2 separate regions of the Pan troglodytes genome follow, and region 2 is linked to region 1. The links are chromatin contacts, called in public Hi-C maps. All regions are on one chromosome and are shown on one strand. The core of a region is the stretch at or near the end of the contact, and the rest is flanking DNA. Distances in the headings are between cores, read along the strand shown.

Region 1 (7,720 bases), core at 3,328-5,827:
GTCTGTAATCCCAGCTACTTAGGAGGCTGAGGCAGGAGAATCGCTTGAACCTGGGAGGTGGAGGTTGCGGTGAGCCGAGATCATGCCACTGCGCTCCAGCCTGGGAGACAAAGCAAGACCCTGTCTCAAAAAAATAAAAAATAAAAAAGGTTTACTATTGGCTCTCTAGGGAAACATGTATAAGCATATACCTACCTATGTTTATTATAAATGTTTCTTAATGTGTAGCACATTATTTACAAATAATAAAATATATGGCCAGGCTTGGTGGCTTACACCTGTAATCCCAGCAATTTAGGAGGTTGAGATGTGCAGATTGCTTGAGCCCAGGAGTTTGAGACCAGCCTGGGCAACATGGCAAAACCACATCTGTACCAAAAAATGTACAAAAATTAGCCAGAGGTGATGGCTGATTTAGTCCGCCTGTAGTCCCAGCTACTCAGGATGCTGAGGTGGGAGGATCACTTGAGCCCAGGAGATTAAGGCTGCAGTGAGCCATAATCACACCACTGCACTCCAGCCTGGGCAACAGAGTGAGAACTTGTCTCAAAAAAAAAAAAAAAAAAAGAAAGAAAGAAAGAAAAGAAATATATAAATACTCTTTGTTATAACTATAGCTAATTGATTCTCACAGAATGCTTTTATTGATTTTAGTTGGATTCTTGTAACCATAGGCAACCTGTGGTTTCAATTCAACCATGTTTTGACAAATGGAGTTGACTCTCAATGTAGACAAACCAAATAAATCCCTGATTTGTAGCACCTGCCAATTTCCATAGTGTAAATACTCCCCCTGTGGCTGATTTCAAGCTCTCAATGTGACATCACTGAATAGATTTGGGAAGAGTTGTGCAGGAGCTTACCATACAGGAACAATAGATGTAAGTTACCCCAAGAGCATAGATAATAATAAAACATAGTAAAATAATTAGTAACTAATGAGTTTTGAGTATTTTCAGTTTGTTTTTTTATATATGTAACTTTTTTTTTTTTGAGAGAGGATTTTGCTCTGTTACTCAGGCTAGAGAGCAGTGGCATGATCACAGCTTACTGCAGCCTCAGTCTCCTGGGCTCAAGCCATCCTCCCACCTCAGCCTCCTGAGTAGCTGGGGCTGCAGGCACACACCACCATGTTTGGCTAATTTTCGTATTTTTTGTAGAGATGGGATCTCCCTATGTTACCCAGGCTGGTCTGGAACTCCTGGGCTTAAGCGATTCACCTGTCTTGGCCTCCCAAAGTGCTGGGATTACAGGGGTGAGCCAACAGGCCCAGGCCCTATAATGCAGTTCTTAATATGGCTGTGTTTGACAATCACCCCGCAAAAGTTCTGAAAATTTAATCATCAGCTCTTGCAGGCTGGTATGAGTTGACTACAGCATATCATTTCACTCAGAACATAAATATGTATTTCCCAATACTGATTCAATTTTTTTTAAATACAAAAACTTCTCTAGAGACCTGCAACAATTTTTTCAGGCTGAGTTTAACCCAGTCTTCAAAAATCTCCAGCCATGGTGGCCAAGCGTGGTGGCTCATGCCTGTAATCCCAGCACTTTGGATGCTGAGGCAGGAGGATTGCTTGAGGCCAGGAGTTCAAGGCTACAGTGAGCTATGATAGCACCACTGCCCTCCAGCCTGGGAGTGCAGAGCAAGATCCTGTCTCAAAAAAAAAAAAAAAAAAAAGAAAAAGAAAAAGAAAAAAAGAAAAGGGAAAATGGAAGGAAGGAAGGAAGGGAGGGAAAGAAAACTCTCCAGGAATGAAACTGCAGTTTCAAAGGAAACAAACCCATTTCCTTTCTCAAAAATACAAATCCTGAACCTTTCAGAAGGTACTCTTTGGACAGTCCCTCGGGGTGATATTTAGTGTTTATATTCACTGAGCAGTCTTTCCCTCCTTCTTGGGTTGGGGGACGTATCTGGATTTTCTTTGGAGGAACCACACAGCTAATAAGGAGGAGAACCGGCACTCAAACCCAGCATCCCTGCTCTTAATTCTTATGCTGTTTGCTAAGGAAAGCCACAGTAATTGAGCACCTGACAAACTCAAGGAGACAGAGATGGTATCAGATACTATTTACAAGCTGCCTTCATAAATAACACCTTTCTGGCTATGTAGTTTTTATTCCCAATCATGAAATGCCAAATTGGTATAATTATCACTATATTTTATTTTTTAAACCAAGCATTCTGAAGGCCTGGAAGCATCTTGCTATATAAGAACTCTAATCAGATAAATGCAGTTTACAGATATGAAGGTCATCTTAAGATGGTTTTAAGGAATTATTATTTTCATTAATTTGTTGATTCTCTGCATGAGACTATAAACATTAGTCCATTGTAGGCATAAATCAGGCTAACATTTCCCAGTGTGGTAGCTGTCCTTGGTATAGAGACACAAAATTATTTTGGGCAGCTAGTGATGATGAATATTTCGATAGAAATTTTTCTTTGGGCCGGCTGTGGTGGCTCATGCCTGTAATCCCAGCACTTTGAGAGGCAGAGGCAGGAAGATCACTTGAGGCTAGGAGTTGGAGACCAGCCTGGTCAACATGGCGAAACCCTGTCTCTGCTAAAAATACAAAAAAAGTAGCCAGGTGTGGTGGCATGTGCCTGTAGTCCCAGCTGCTTGGGAGGGTGAGGCAGGAGACTACCTTGAACCCGGGAGGCAGAGGTTACAGTGAGCCAAGATCAAAATAGCTTGGCCTCCCAAAGTGCTGGGATTACAGGCGTGAGCCACCACGTCTGGCCTAAAATTCCCATCTCTTGATATGACTATATATGTGTGTATTGGCTGGGTTTGTGGCTTTTGGAATAAACTTCTGTTGTTTAAAACGAGTTTAGGGTTGGGCACGGTGGCTCGCGCCTGTAATCCTAGCACTTTGGGAGGCCAAGGCAGGAGGATCACTGGAGCCCAGGAGTTCGAGATCAACCTGGGCAACATAGTGAGACCCCATCTCTATTTAAAACTAAAGAAAAAAAAAGGAATAAAAATAAACTGAGTTTATAGTAATTTATTAGAGCTGCCACAGGAAACTAACATTGGGGTAAGGGAATGAGTCCAAGGTTGGGAACTGAAATAGACACCCAGCCCTAACCAGGGGTGAGGGGTTAGCTTTGTGATAAACTGAGCAACTGAGTCTCCAACAACTTCATGTGATCTCCCCATTAACCCCCAGCATCCAGCATTTTCATCCAACAGGCATAGATAGCTGTTTTGTGTTTCTTTGTGTGCTTTTTAAGACGGTCTCGCTCCGTGGCCCAGGCTGGAGTGCAATGGGACCATCACAGCTCACTGCAACCTCAAATTCCTGGGCTCAAGCAATCCTCCCACCTCAGCCTCCTGAGTAGCTGGGACCACAGGCCTGAGCCACCAAGTCAGCTAGTTTTTAAAATTATTTCTTATAGATACTGAGTTTCACTGTGTTGCCCAGGTGAAAATAAGTTTAGAAATTTAAACTTTAAATGTAATAATTGCACCAGGTGAGATGGCTCACTCCTGTAATCTCAGCACTTTGGGAGGTGAAGGCTGGCAGATCACTTGAGGTCAAGATTTGGAGAGGTCAGATCACTTGAGGTCAGGAGTTGGTCAGCCTGGCCGACATGGTGAAACCCCATCTCTACTAAAAATACAAAAATTAGCTGGGTGTGGTGGTGCATGCCTGTAATCCCAGCTACTCCGGAGGCTGAGGCAGGAGAATCGCTTGAACCTGGGAGGCAGAGGCCTGCAGTGAGCTGAGATCGCGCCACTGCATTCCAGCCTGGGCAACAGAGCGAGACTATGTCTCTAAATAAATTAATTATATTAATTAATTAATTTAATAACTGCAGAGCGTGGTGGCTCACACTTGTAATTGCAGCATTTTAGGAAGCCGAGGCAGGAGGATCGCTTGAGCCCAGGAGTTTGAGACCAGCCTCGACAACGAAGCAAAACCCTGTCTCTACAGAAATAAAAATAAAAAAAATTAGCCAGGTGTGGTGGTGCCCGCCTGTGGTCTCAGCTACTCGGGAGGCTGAGGTGGGAGTATTGCTTGAGACCAGAAATTTGAGGTTGCTGTGAGCTGCGACGGTGCCATTGCACTCCAGCCTGGGCGACAGAGAGGGACCCCCCTCTCTAACTAATAAACAAATAAATACAATAATTATTCCTAAGGAAACTTCATCTCATGTCCTGTGCCAACGTAATGAACCCCTGAGCTCATAAACTAGCTTTTGGGAAAGGTTGATCTCCTCTTGTCTCTCGCATTTTACAGATGAGAAAACTAAGGCTCAGATGGCAGAGGTGTCTCCGAGGCTCCAAGAAAGATCAAATGATGCTGTGACTACTGCTCCAATTCTCCAGGGCTACATTTATCCTCTTCCAGCCTCCAGCAAATACTTTCACAAGCGCTTTTTCCCAGACCAGAGCAAGACGCAGAGGCTCGGGGAGAGGGGGCGGCCAGGAGAGCGCAGAGGAGACGAGCGAGTTCAGGGACCGGCACGCGCCAGAGGCAGCAGCGGCCACGAGGGGGAGCGAGCGGGCTCCGGAGCCCAAGCACGCCTCAAGCTGTGGGACTCGCGGGCAGTGCGCATGCGCTCGAAGGGAGGTGGAGGCGCAGGTCCGGGCGAAGGGCGATACGGTGGCCGAGAGGGCACGGAGAGGAAGACGGTGGCTGACGAGATCCGGCATGGAGCATCTGGAGCGCTGCGAGTGGTTGTTGCGGGGGACGCTGGTGCGGGCGGCCGTGCGGCGCTACCTGCCCTGGGCCCTGGTGGCCTCCATGCTGGCGGGCTCCCTCCTCAAGGAGTTGTCCCCGTTGCCCGAGAGCTACCTCAGCAACAAGCGCAACGTCCTCAACGTGTGAGTGCACCCCGGTCCTCCGCTGTCCCCGCCCGAGCCGGCCCGCTGTCGCCTCGCCCAGAGAAGCCGGTGCTAGCTGCCGTGGTGGACGAGTCATTGGAGGGGAGACCCTCCTCCTAGCCGTGACAGCAGCATCTGCACGCGTGTCACGCCTGGGAGGCCCCGGGGTAGCTGGTGTCACTAGCAGTTCGTGTTTGCAGACCCACTTTGGGCAGCATGAGCTTGACTGGGCAGGTGGTGACAAGCGGGGTCGTGTGTGTCTCTGTATATGTAGGGGTGTGGAATGGGGTGGGGATGAACCAGCCCATGTCACCACTCCCCCGCCTCCCCTTGGAGTTAGGAGCTGACCCCTGCCCTGTTTGGGAGATGCCATCTCACCTCTGTCCTGCCTGCCTGTGGCAGACCCCGCGCAGACCCCACCCTGCGTCAGATCAGATCCCTCCAGCGCGTGACAGAATCCCTTTACGACCTGTGGAAGAGCCTCGCCCCAGCCTGTGACAGGCAGAGCCCCCGCCTGTGAGATACTCACAGAGGGCTGGAACCCCCTAGTCTGTGCCCTTTCCCCTGGATCTCCTTGGATCATCTCAGCCACTCAGAATGCATGGCAGTGGCCCAGAAAAGCAATCCCAGCTGGGCGCTTTGAGACATCTCCTTAACTCCACCCATCCACTCCTTTGCTTGCTTGCTTTTTTCAAAACTCCCGGTTAGTAAGTTTATTGCACAAAAACTCTGTTGCGGCCATAAAGGGAAACTCTGAAAGATAAAACTGCTCCCTTGATGTGAGCCTAAGTGTTTTCCAGAATAAGTGTCTCTGGCGTGTCCTGAAAGTCAGCCCAACTTTGGTTATCTGCTTAAAACCCTGGTTCCTTTCACAGGCAGCTTCCTCAAATGCCTGACGGGTCTTGGCTCTGGCAAGATCTTCCTTATCAGTCCCAGTGAAGATTTTAGTGACAGGCCTGGGGGTGGTGCCTGAGAATCCATTGGAACCTAGAAAAAAGTCCTTCTGTCCTTGGTCCACCTTCCTTCGTCACCCACCCTGAGAGGCTGGGCTAAGAATAGATCATGAGAGTGGTAGTGGCCCCAAGTCTCTGTCCTGGGTTTAGGTCAGCCACCTTTCGTGAACACTGGGGAGGCGGACAAGGCAGCTGCTGCTTCCTCTGGCCTAGGTGAGCTGGGAGCCAAGTGGCCTGGCTGACAACACACCCCTGTTGTTTGAAGGTAGCCATGGATACTGGAGTTTTGTTCCAAGCCTCTGTGCTGATTAATGAGAGGGAACTAGTGAATCCTGGGATATAGAAGGGACCTTAAAAATCATTTGGTCCTCTCAGCTCTGTTTGATAGCTGAAGAAACTGAGGCCTGGAAAGGTAGGAGGTATAGTAAGTTAAGTAAGAGTGAAGATTTGAACCCCGGTCTTTTGGCTTAAAGTAAGACCTTGTTGCAAGACTGTTTCTGCCGTTAGGAAAGAACCAGGCTGGGCGCAGTGGCTCATACCTGTAATCCAGGCACTTTGGGAGGCCAAGGCAGGTGGATCACTTGAGGTCTGGAGTTCAAGACCAGCCTGGCCAACGTGGTGAAACCCCATCTCTACTAAGAATACAAAAATTAGCCTGGCGTGGTGGTGCGTGCCTGTAATTCCAACTACTGAGGAGGCTGAGGCAAGAGAATCACTTGAACCTGGGAGGCGGAGGTTGCAGTGAGCTGAGATCATGCCACTGCATTCCAGCCTGGATGGCAGAGTGAGACTTCGTCTCAAAATAAATAAATAAATAAAAATAAAAATACAAAAATTAGCCGAGTGTGGTGGTAGGTGCCTGTAATCCCAGCTACTCCAGAGGCTGAGGCAGGAGAATTGCTTGAACCCGGGAGGCGGAGGTTGCAGTGAGCCAAGATCGTGCCACTGCACTCCTGGGTAATAAGAGTGAAAACTCTGTCTCAAAAAAAAAAAAAATCATTTGGTCCCCCCAGCTCTGTTTAATAGCTGAAGAAACTGAGGGCTAGAGAGGTAGGAGGTATAATAAGTTAAGTCAGAGTCAAGAGTTGAACCCGTGTCTTTGGCTTAAAGTAAAGCTCATTGTTGTAAGACTGTTTCTGCCATTAGGAAAGAACCAGGCCAGGTGCATGGCTCATACCTATAATCCCAGCACTTTGGGAGGCTGAGGCAGGATAATTGCTTGAGGCCTGGAGTTCAAGACCAGTGTGGGCAACATAGCAAGGCCCCATCTCCACAAAAATAATAATTAAAAAAAATTAGCCAGGCACATTGGTACACACCTGTAATCCCAGCTATTTGTGAGGCTGAGGCAGGAGGATTGCTTGAGCCCAGGAGTTTGAGGCTGCAGTGAGGTGTGATTGTGCCACTGCATGCAAGCCTGGGGGACAGAGTGAGATCCTGTCTCAGAAAAATAAAAATAAAAAATAAAAAACCACATATGGTATGGGAGAAACAGCATGAGTCTGGGGGCTATCCAAACCGTGGTTTAATCTGTGCATGCTGGTTGTGTAGTGTGATCCTGGCAAGGTACTGAACTTTTCTGAGCCTTAGATTTCTTGTCTATAAAATGGAACAATGGCACCTTCCTCCCAGGGTAAATGTGAGTGCTCTATGGGAAAGTGAATGTGTGTGAAAGCTCCTGGCATTTGGTAAATGCTCAGTTATTATTATTTATTTATATTATTTTCCTAAGTAAATAACATAGTGCTTAAGACGACAGATCCTGGATTTGAATCCTGGCTCCTCCACTTCTGGCCTCCACTTTTGGTGTGGCACTTCCCTCTGTCTCAGTTTTCTTCTCTGTTAAAGGCAGATATTAACAGTACTTAACTCATAGAGTTGTTTTTTTACGTTTGTTTTGTTTTGTTTTTGAGATGGAGTCTCGCTCTG
Region 2 (7,345 bases), core at 3,158-5,657, 300 kb before region 1:
TGGCATAAAGTCGCCTCGTACCTAAGTCATGGCCTTGGTGCTCAAGGCTTCAAGGGAGAATGAAGGGTGCTGGAGTGATCACTGGGACCTGATCAAGGCTGGGGGTCACAAAGTGACATTTTAGCTGAGAACCAAGGAGGACGAGGCGTCATGCAGATGAAGAGTGAGGGAAGAGCACTACAGAGAGGGGAACGGCATGTGTGAAGGCTCTGAGGGAGGGAGGCATGAGGGCTTGGAAGGACAGAAAGAGCCAGCAGGCGGGAGCATGGCAGAAGAGGGACAATGACACCAAGGACACTGCTGAGGTAGGCAGGAGCCAGACCACATCTGGAACTTGGTTCCTGAGGGGCTTTAGGCAAGGCCATGAAGTAGCAGCCGTGCATTTTCAAAGCTGACTCTGGCGGCCGGGCACAGCAGTGCTGGGAAGGGGCAAGTTAGGAGGCTCCTGTGAAGTTCAGGTGCCAAGATGGTGGGTGGAGGAGGGGGCAGTGGGAAGGATTCTAGATATAACTTGGAAATCGAACCAACAAGAAGTAGTGTTGGATTGACAGGTAATTTAGGTTTCTGGTGTGAATAAGTAGGTGGACAGAAGTGTGGTTTGCTGACATATGGAAGAACAAAGGAGGAATATTTGAGGGCATAAAGTCCTATTTGGCCTATTCGGTAACTTTGAGATGCCTGTGAGCCCTCCAAGAGGAGAGGTAGGCTAGGTACATGGAACTAGGAGGCTGGAGCTCAGAAGAGAGGTGGAGTGGGGAGGAAAGATATGAAATTAGTAGTTCTAGATCAAGACCATCCTGGCTAACACAGTGAAACCCCATCTCTGCTAAAAATACAAAAAAATTAGCCGGGTGTGGTGGCGGGCGCCTGTAGTTCCAGCTACTCAGGAGGCTGAGGCAGGAGAATGGCATGAACCCGGGAGGCAGAACTTGCAGTGAGCCGAGATTGTGCCACTGCACTCCAGCCTGGGCGACAAAGCGAGACTCCATCTCGAAAAAAAGAAAAAAGAAATTAGTAGTTCTTACTACAGAGATAGCAGTTAACAGCCCTGGTGCTTGGTAACACAGTCTAGAGAAAGGAGAGAAGAGTGCCACATATATAAAGAAGAGCCACATACATTTAGAAATGATTTGGGACCATACCTTATGTTGTGTTTTGTAGCCTACTCTTTGGGACGCTTTAGAACATGTCACTAAGGCTCCCTCCACATGAATTTTGTGCCAGCATGCTTGGATGGGCCATGATTTACTCTAGGATGAGGCCTCCAGAAATGAACACAGAGGTACTTCCCTGTTTTCCACCGCCACACAGAGCACTGGGCCTTTATGAAAGTCTCTGTGCCCATCCCTAATTATTTCCTGACAGTATATCCCTAGAAGTAGAACTGCTGGGCTAAAGGGAAGGGTGAAATAATTTTTAGATTTTTGACACATTTCCCAGTTGCCTTCCCAAATGGCACAGTGGTATTCGTGATGACAAAAAATTGGCAGAAAGACTTATAAAGTCAATACTGTTTTTATTTATATTCCCACCAGTAGCACAGAAGATTGTCCATTTATGTACTCTTGGCAACAAGAAGTACTGCTACTATATTAACAAAAGGTTAATTTGCGAAGGGGATACTAGTATCTCTCATTGAGCACCTATGGTTTTCTGAAGGCAATTAGATAGCAGTCATTGCACGGACTCTGGCTACCTCGCAGACCTGAATTAGTAAGTGGGAGGGGTGGTCTAAGCACTGGCCTGACTTTAGGAGTTCATAGTCCAGTGGGGTGGGACCATGGGCCCACCCAGCAAATCCTAGTTCTAGACCCACTCAGGCAAATGCCCAATGTTTTCTATAGTGTGAGGATGTTTACTGCACCTGGTCAGTAATAGCAGCCTATAGGAAACCACCCAAATGTCCACCAGGAGGTTAGGCATCGCGTGAATTATGAAGTATTTATAAAAAAGAAATGTGCCATACAGCCACTATGGAAAACAGTATGGAGGGTTCCTGAGAAAATTAAAAACAGTACCATATGACCCAACAATCCCACTACTAGGTATATATCCAAAGAACTGACATTGGTATGTCAAGAAGACATCTGACCTCCTATGTTTACTGCAGCACTATTTATAATAGCCAAGATATGGAATCAACCCAAATGTCCAACATGATTGAATGGATACAGAAACTGTATATATTCACAAAGGAATACTATTCAGCCATAAAAAAGAATGAAATCTTGTTATTTGGGACAACACGGATAAACCTGGAGGACATAATGTTAAGTGAAATAAGCCAGACACAGAAACACAAATACTGCATGATTTTATGCATACATGGAATCTTAAAAAAAAAAATTTGTTATTGGCTAGGCACAGTGGCTCACGCCTGTAATCCCAGCACTTTGGGAGGCCGAGGCGGGTGGATCACTAGGTCAGGAGATTGAGACCATCCTGGCTAACATGGTGAAACCCCGTCTCTACTAAAAAAACAAACAAAAAATTAGCCAGGCGTAGTGGCAGGCGCCTGTAGTCCCAGCTACTCGGGAGGCTGAGGCAGGAGAATGGTGTGAACCCAGGAGGCGGAGCTTGCAGTGAGCCGAGATCATGACACTGCACTCTAGCCTAGGCGACAGAGCAAAACTCTGTCAAAAAAAAAAAAAAAGTTGATATAGAAGGAGAGAATACAACAGTGGTTACCAGAGACTGGGGAGGGGAGAGGAGAGGAAAGGATGGAAAGCTGGTCAATGGGTACATAGTTACAATTAGATAGGAGCAGTAAGTTCCTGTTCTATTGTACAGTATGGTGATGGTTAACAATAAGGCATTCTAGGCCGGGTGCGGTGGCTCATGCCTATAATCCCAGCACTTTGGGAGGCCGAGGCGGGTAGTTCACCTGAGGTCAGAAGTTCGAGACTGGGCTGGCCAACATGGTGAAACGTCGCCTCTACTAAAAATACAAAATTAGTCCGGTGTGGCAGCACACGCCTGTAGTCCCAGTTACTCTGGAGGCTGAGACAGGAGAATCGCTTGAACCCATGAGGCGGAGATTGCCGTGAGCTGAGATCACGCCACTGCACTCCACCCTGGGCAACACAGAGCGAGACTTCGTCTCAAAAAAAAAAAAAAAAAAAAAAAGGGCATTCTATATTACAAAATAACTAGAGAAGCTTTTGAATATTCTCATCACAAAGAAAGAAATGCATGAGATGATGGATATGCTAACTGCCCTGATCTGATTATTATACAACATATATGTATCAAAACATCAAGTTGCACCCCACAAATATATACAATGACATGTCAGTAAAAAAAAAAATAATAAAGAAATGTGCCAGATGGGCCTGTACTGACATAGGACAATGTCTGAGATCAACTGGCAACTGAAAAACAGAGGATGCAAAACAACACCTCAAATAAAACCCAGTTCCTGTGGGGAAAGATAGCAGACATATGAAAAAAAAATCTGAAAAAACATCTATCAACCCTGTCAACTGTGGTTCTTTGTGATTAAGGGGAACTTTCGTTTTCTAAGTCTATATTTTTTCAATGGTTGAAGTTTTTATAAACCCAAATTATTGTGCAATGCTTTTAGAAGGTAGCTGACATTGGCAGAAGTGCCCAGAAGGCACCCAGGGTGGGGTTGAGCCAGTAAGTGCTGCAGGTGTGTGTGTGTGTGTGTGTGTGTGTGTGTGTGAGAGAGAGAGAGAGAGAGAGAGGAGGGAGAGAGAGAGAGAGAAGAGAGAGAGAGAAAGAGAGAGAGAGACAGAGAAAGAGAGAGACAGAGAAGAGGATCAGTATGGAGGGCAAGGCCCACATCCCCCCACAACACCTAGCTCAGAAGAAACACCTAAAGAATGAATTAGGGGCCCTCAAAGATCAGACAGGTGAGACAGGGAGGTGTCCTATGGTAGAAAGAGCAAAGAATGAGACACGTGACCTTAAACCCAAGCTCTGCCACCTAACCCTGGGCAAGACCCTGCCTTTCTTGGGGCCTTCATTTCCCCTGTGTAAAATAGAGGAGGGCCAGGACACTGTCCACGGCAATTCCCCCCGGCTACAGCAGATGGCGCACCCTACCTATCTTCCTAGCAGCCTTGCGCGCTGCCCTAGTCACGCTCTGGCTCCTCCTTGGCTAAAAGAATTCCCGGAAGTTCCAGAGGTGGCTCCTTCTACAGGTCACGGAGGTTCACTCCTGCCCTCTGCCTCTGGGGAAACCGCTCAATGCTTCAGGACAGGAAAATGGCTTATGATAATAACAGTAATAACAGAGGATAAAAATGATGCTGACAATTCCTACGATAAGGAAAGGTACCATGGCCCAGGTGCCTGTGTTTTCACACACATCACGCACTCAGTGGCCACAGCTGCCCTCTGAGGTGAGTGAGGCCGGTTTACAGCCACGGCTCAGAAGGGCCTCAGCCCCACCTGAAACCCGCTGCTCTGGAAAATGACAAACCCCGAGCAGGCCACACTGGCTCCCGGAGCCTCTGAGTCCTCGGCTCTTCCTCAGTTAGAATGTCAGCTCCACGGGAACAGGAATTTGGTCTGGATTTTTCCCATGTCCAGCTGAAACCTAATCCTGGCAGCTGAGCCAACAGGTTCTGGCCGCTGCATTCCCTGATTCTCATCCAGCACCTGGTAAAGAGCAGGCGCTCCATGCACACTCGCTGGATTTCACCCTCGGGCCTCTGAAGGAGAGGGAGTTTGTGTCTATCCCTCTTCTCCCCTGCTGCCCGCCTGTCCTCTGTGGGGAGGAGCAGCAGTTCCTTCTTGGGACTGTTGAGAAGGGCCTCCGTGCACCGTGGAGTGCTGTGCAGGTGTTCCTGTCCTAGGACCTGACACCATGGGGTGGAATTACAGGCTCCATCTGAAAGGCCAGCTTCATGCTGGAACGTCTCCTGGGGCTTTGATCTCACAATGCCATCTGATGTTACAAGCTGCCCAGTGCAGGCCACTGGCCCTCGGGACACAGAGACAGCAAATGCCACACTCAAAGACCAATCCTAGAAAACATCAACTGGGCCAACATGCTCTGGCTACCATATCCCCTCAGGGAACAGCAACTCCAAAGACGGCTCTGGGGAGCTCTCCAATCGAAAGCAGAAACACATCGTTTCATTTTTCTCCCATATTTATATTCGTCACTCACCCTCTCCTCTTTACAGTCAACAGCAAATGGGGAAATAAAGAATCCTCAGAGTTGGAAATCCTGTCAGAAAATGGTCATTCTCAAACCCTGTTAATGAGAGTGTAAACTTCCAAGACCTCCTTGGGCAGTGACTTGACAGTGTGTATCCAGAAACCTCAACTTTTTCCATATCTTTTAGCTACTAAATCAGTTTATAATAATCTATTCTAAGAAAATAATCCAAGATCTACATGAAGATAAAATGTACAAAGATGTTCATCATAGTATTATTATTATTTTTTTTTTTTGAGACAGGGTCTTGCTGTGTCACACAGGCTGGAGTGCAGTGGTACAATCATGGCTCACTGTAGCCTCAACTTCCTGGGCTCAAGCAATCCTGTTGCCTCAGCCTCCTGAGTAGCTGGGACTATTCCATGTCTGGCTCATTTTTTTTCAGGGATGGGAATCTCATTATGTTAACCAAGGTGGTCTCAAACTCGTGGTCTCAAACTCCTGGGCTCAAGTTATCCTCCTGCCTCGGACTTCCAAAGTGTTGGGATTACAGGCCTAAGCCACTGCGCCTGGCCCACAGTATTATTTATAATAGCAGGAAACTAAAGACACCAAAATGAGTTCCTAAATGGATGTGTCACATGTCCGAAACGGACAATGGAGAATTATTAATATATACATACTTAACTAATTTCTATCTAAATGAAATACCATTCAGGCATTAAAATGATGTTTGTGAATATTTTTTAAAGACATGGCAAAATGTTCACATATAGTTAAATGAAAAAGAATACCAGTGATATAATTACATACATTAATATTTTTATAAGTGATTTTAAAATGTTATATTTCCTTTTTATAGTGAACACATTCACTTCATCTTAAAATTACTTAATTTTAGATTATGTGTGCATGTAGTCTAAAACTCAAAAGGTCCAAAAGGACAGAGATAAAGAGCTTAGTCTCCTTCCCATCCGATCCAGACACCCTCCCCAAGGCAAGCACGTTTTGGTGTCCTTCCAGACAAAATTTATGCAATATATATGTTCCCCCTTTTTCTCCTTCCCTTCCTTTTTCCTTTATTTAAAACAAAATTTTGGCCGGGCATGGTGGCTCACGCCTGTAATCCCAGAACTTTGGGAGGCCGAGGGGGCGGGTGGATCACGAGGTCAAGAGATCGAGACCATCCTGGCCAACGTGGCGAAACCCCGTCTCTACTAAAAATGCAAAAAATTAGCTGGGCGTGGTAGTGGGCGCCTGTAGTCCCAGCTACTCGGGAGGCTGAGGCAGGAGAATGGCGTGAACCCAGGAGGTGGAGCTTGCAGTGAGCCGAGATCGTGCCACTGCACTCCAGCCTGGGTGACAGAGCGAGACTCCGTCTCAAAAAAAAAAAAAAAAAATTTATTTTCCATCTTGCCTTTTTTTCATTTAAAAATGTGTCTTGGCTTTGGGAGGCTGAGGTGGGTGGATCACTTGAGGTCAGGAGTTCAAGACTAGCCTGGCCAACATGGTGAAACCCCATCTCTACTAAAAATACAAAAATTAGCTGGGTGTGGTGGTGCGTGCCTGTAGTCCCAGCTACTCAGGAGGCTGAGGCAGGAGAATTGCTCAAACCCGAGAGGCAGAGGCTGCAGTGAGCCGGGATTGCGCCACTGCACTCCAGCCTGGGTGACAAAGTGAGACTCTATTTCAAAAAAAATATATATATATATACACACACATACACACACACACACACACACACACACACACCCCTTGGAAACAACTGTAGATCACTCTGAAGCCACTGCAGCACTGATTACATCAACACACTGAAAACAAACCCAAAGTAATAACTAAATTGTTCCTTTTATTGTCTGCATGATACTCTGTCGTCTCACTGTTGTAGATTGATTTAATTACTTCCCTATTGATGGACCTGAGGATTGTTTCCATAAAAGTGGAATTGCCACCTCAAAGGATCTGTGACTTTTTTATTATAACAGGTATTGCCAAATTCTCCCCACAGAAGTTAGTTCCTGTCTCTCAGTCCGTTTTTGTGCTGCTACAACAAAATATCTGAGTCTCAGTAATTTCTAAAGAACAGAAATTTATTTCACACAGTTCTGGAGGCTGGGAAGTCCAAGATCAAGGCACCAGCCTGTGGTGAGGCCTGCTCTCTGCTTCCAAGAGGGCACCTTGAACACTGTGTTCTCACAGAGCAAATGGGAGAAA

Evidence for each region. Hi-C and Micro-C count contacts between places; a contact is called where the count stands out from the background.
Region 2: a Hi-C map of stem cell-derived neural progenitor cells shows a contact between it and region 1, with 3 times the contacts expected there. The contact joins the enhancer-like site here to the promoter of FITM2 in region 1. A contact is called at or near these places in 1 of 7 Hi-C or Micro-C datasets (stem cell-derived neural progenitor cells) and 1 of 1 datasets of contacts at active chromatin or transcription factors (stem cell-derived excitatory neurons).

Annotation. Positions count from the first base shown.
Region 1 is chr21:50,563,906-50,571,625 of NHGRI_mPanTro3-v2.0_pri, reverse strand. FITM2 (fat storage inducing transmembrane protein 2) reads left to right here and starts at 4,577. Exons shown (of 2, transcript XM_514663.9): 1 at 4,577-4,838. The coding sequence starts at 4,666.
Region 2 is chr21:50,860,738-50,868,082 of NHGRI_mPanTro3-v2.0_pri, reverse strand. The region is part of intron 2 of PKIG (cAMP-dependent protein kinase inhibitor gamma); the gene reads right to left. Among named protein-coding and RNA genes, the nearest start is that of ADA, 42 kb to the left of the region's middle. Within about 2 kb of position 4,407, at least 11 of the 24 cell types and tissues checked have an H3K27ac peak or open chromatin away from gene starts, as enhancers often do. A contact at or near this core is called in stem cell-derived neural progenitor cells, where this site is marked.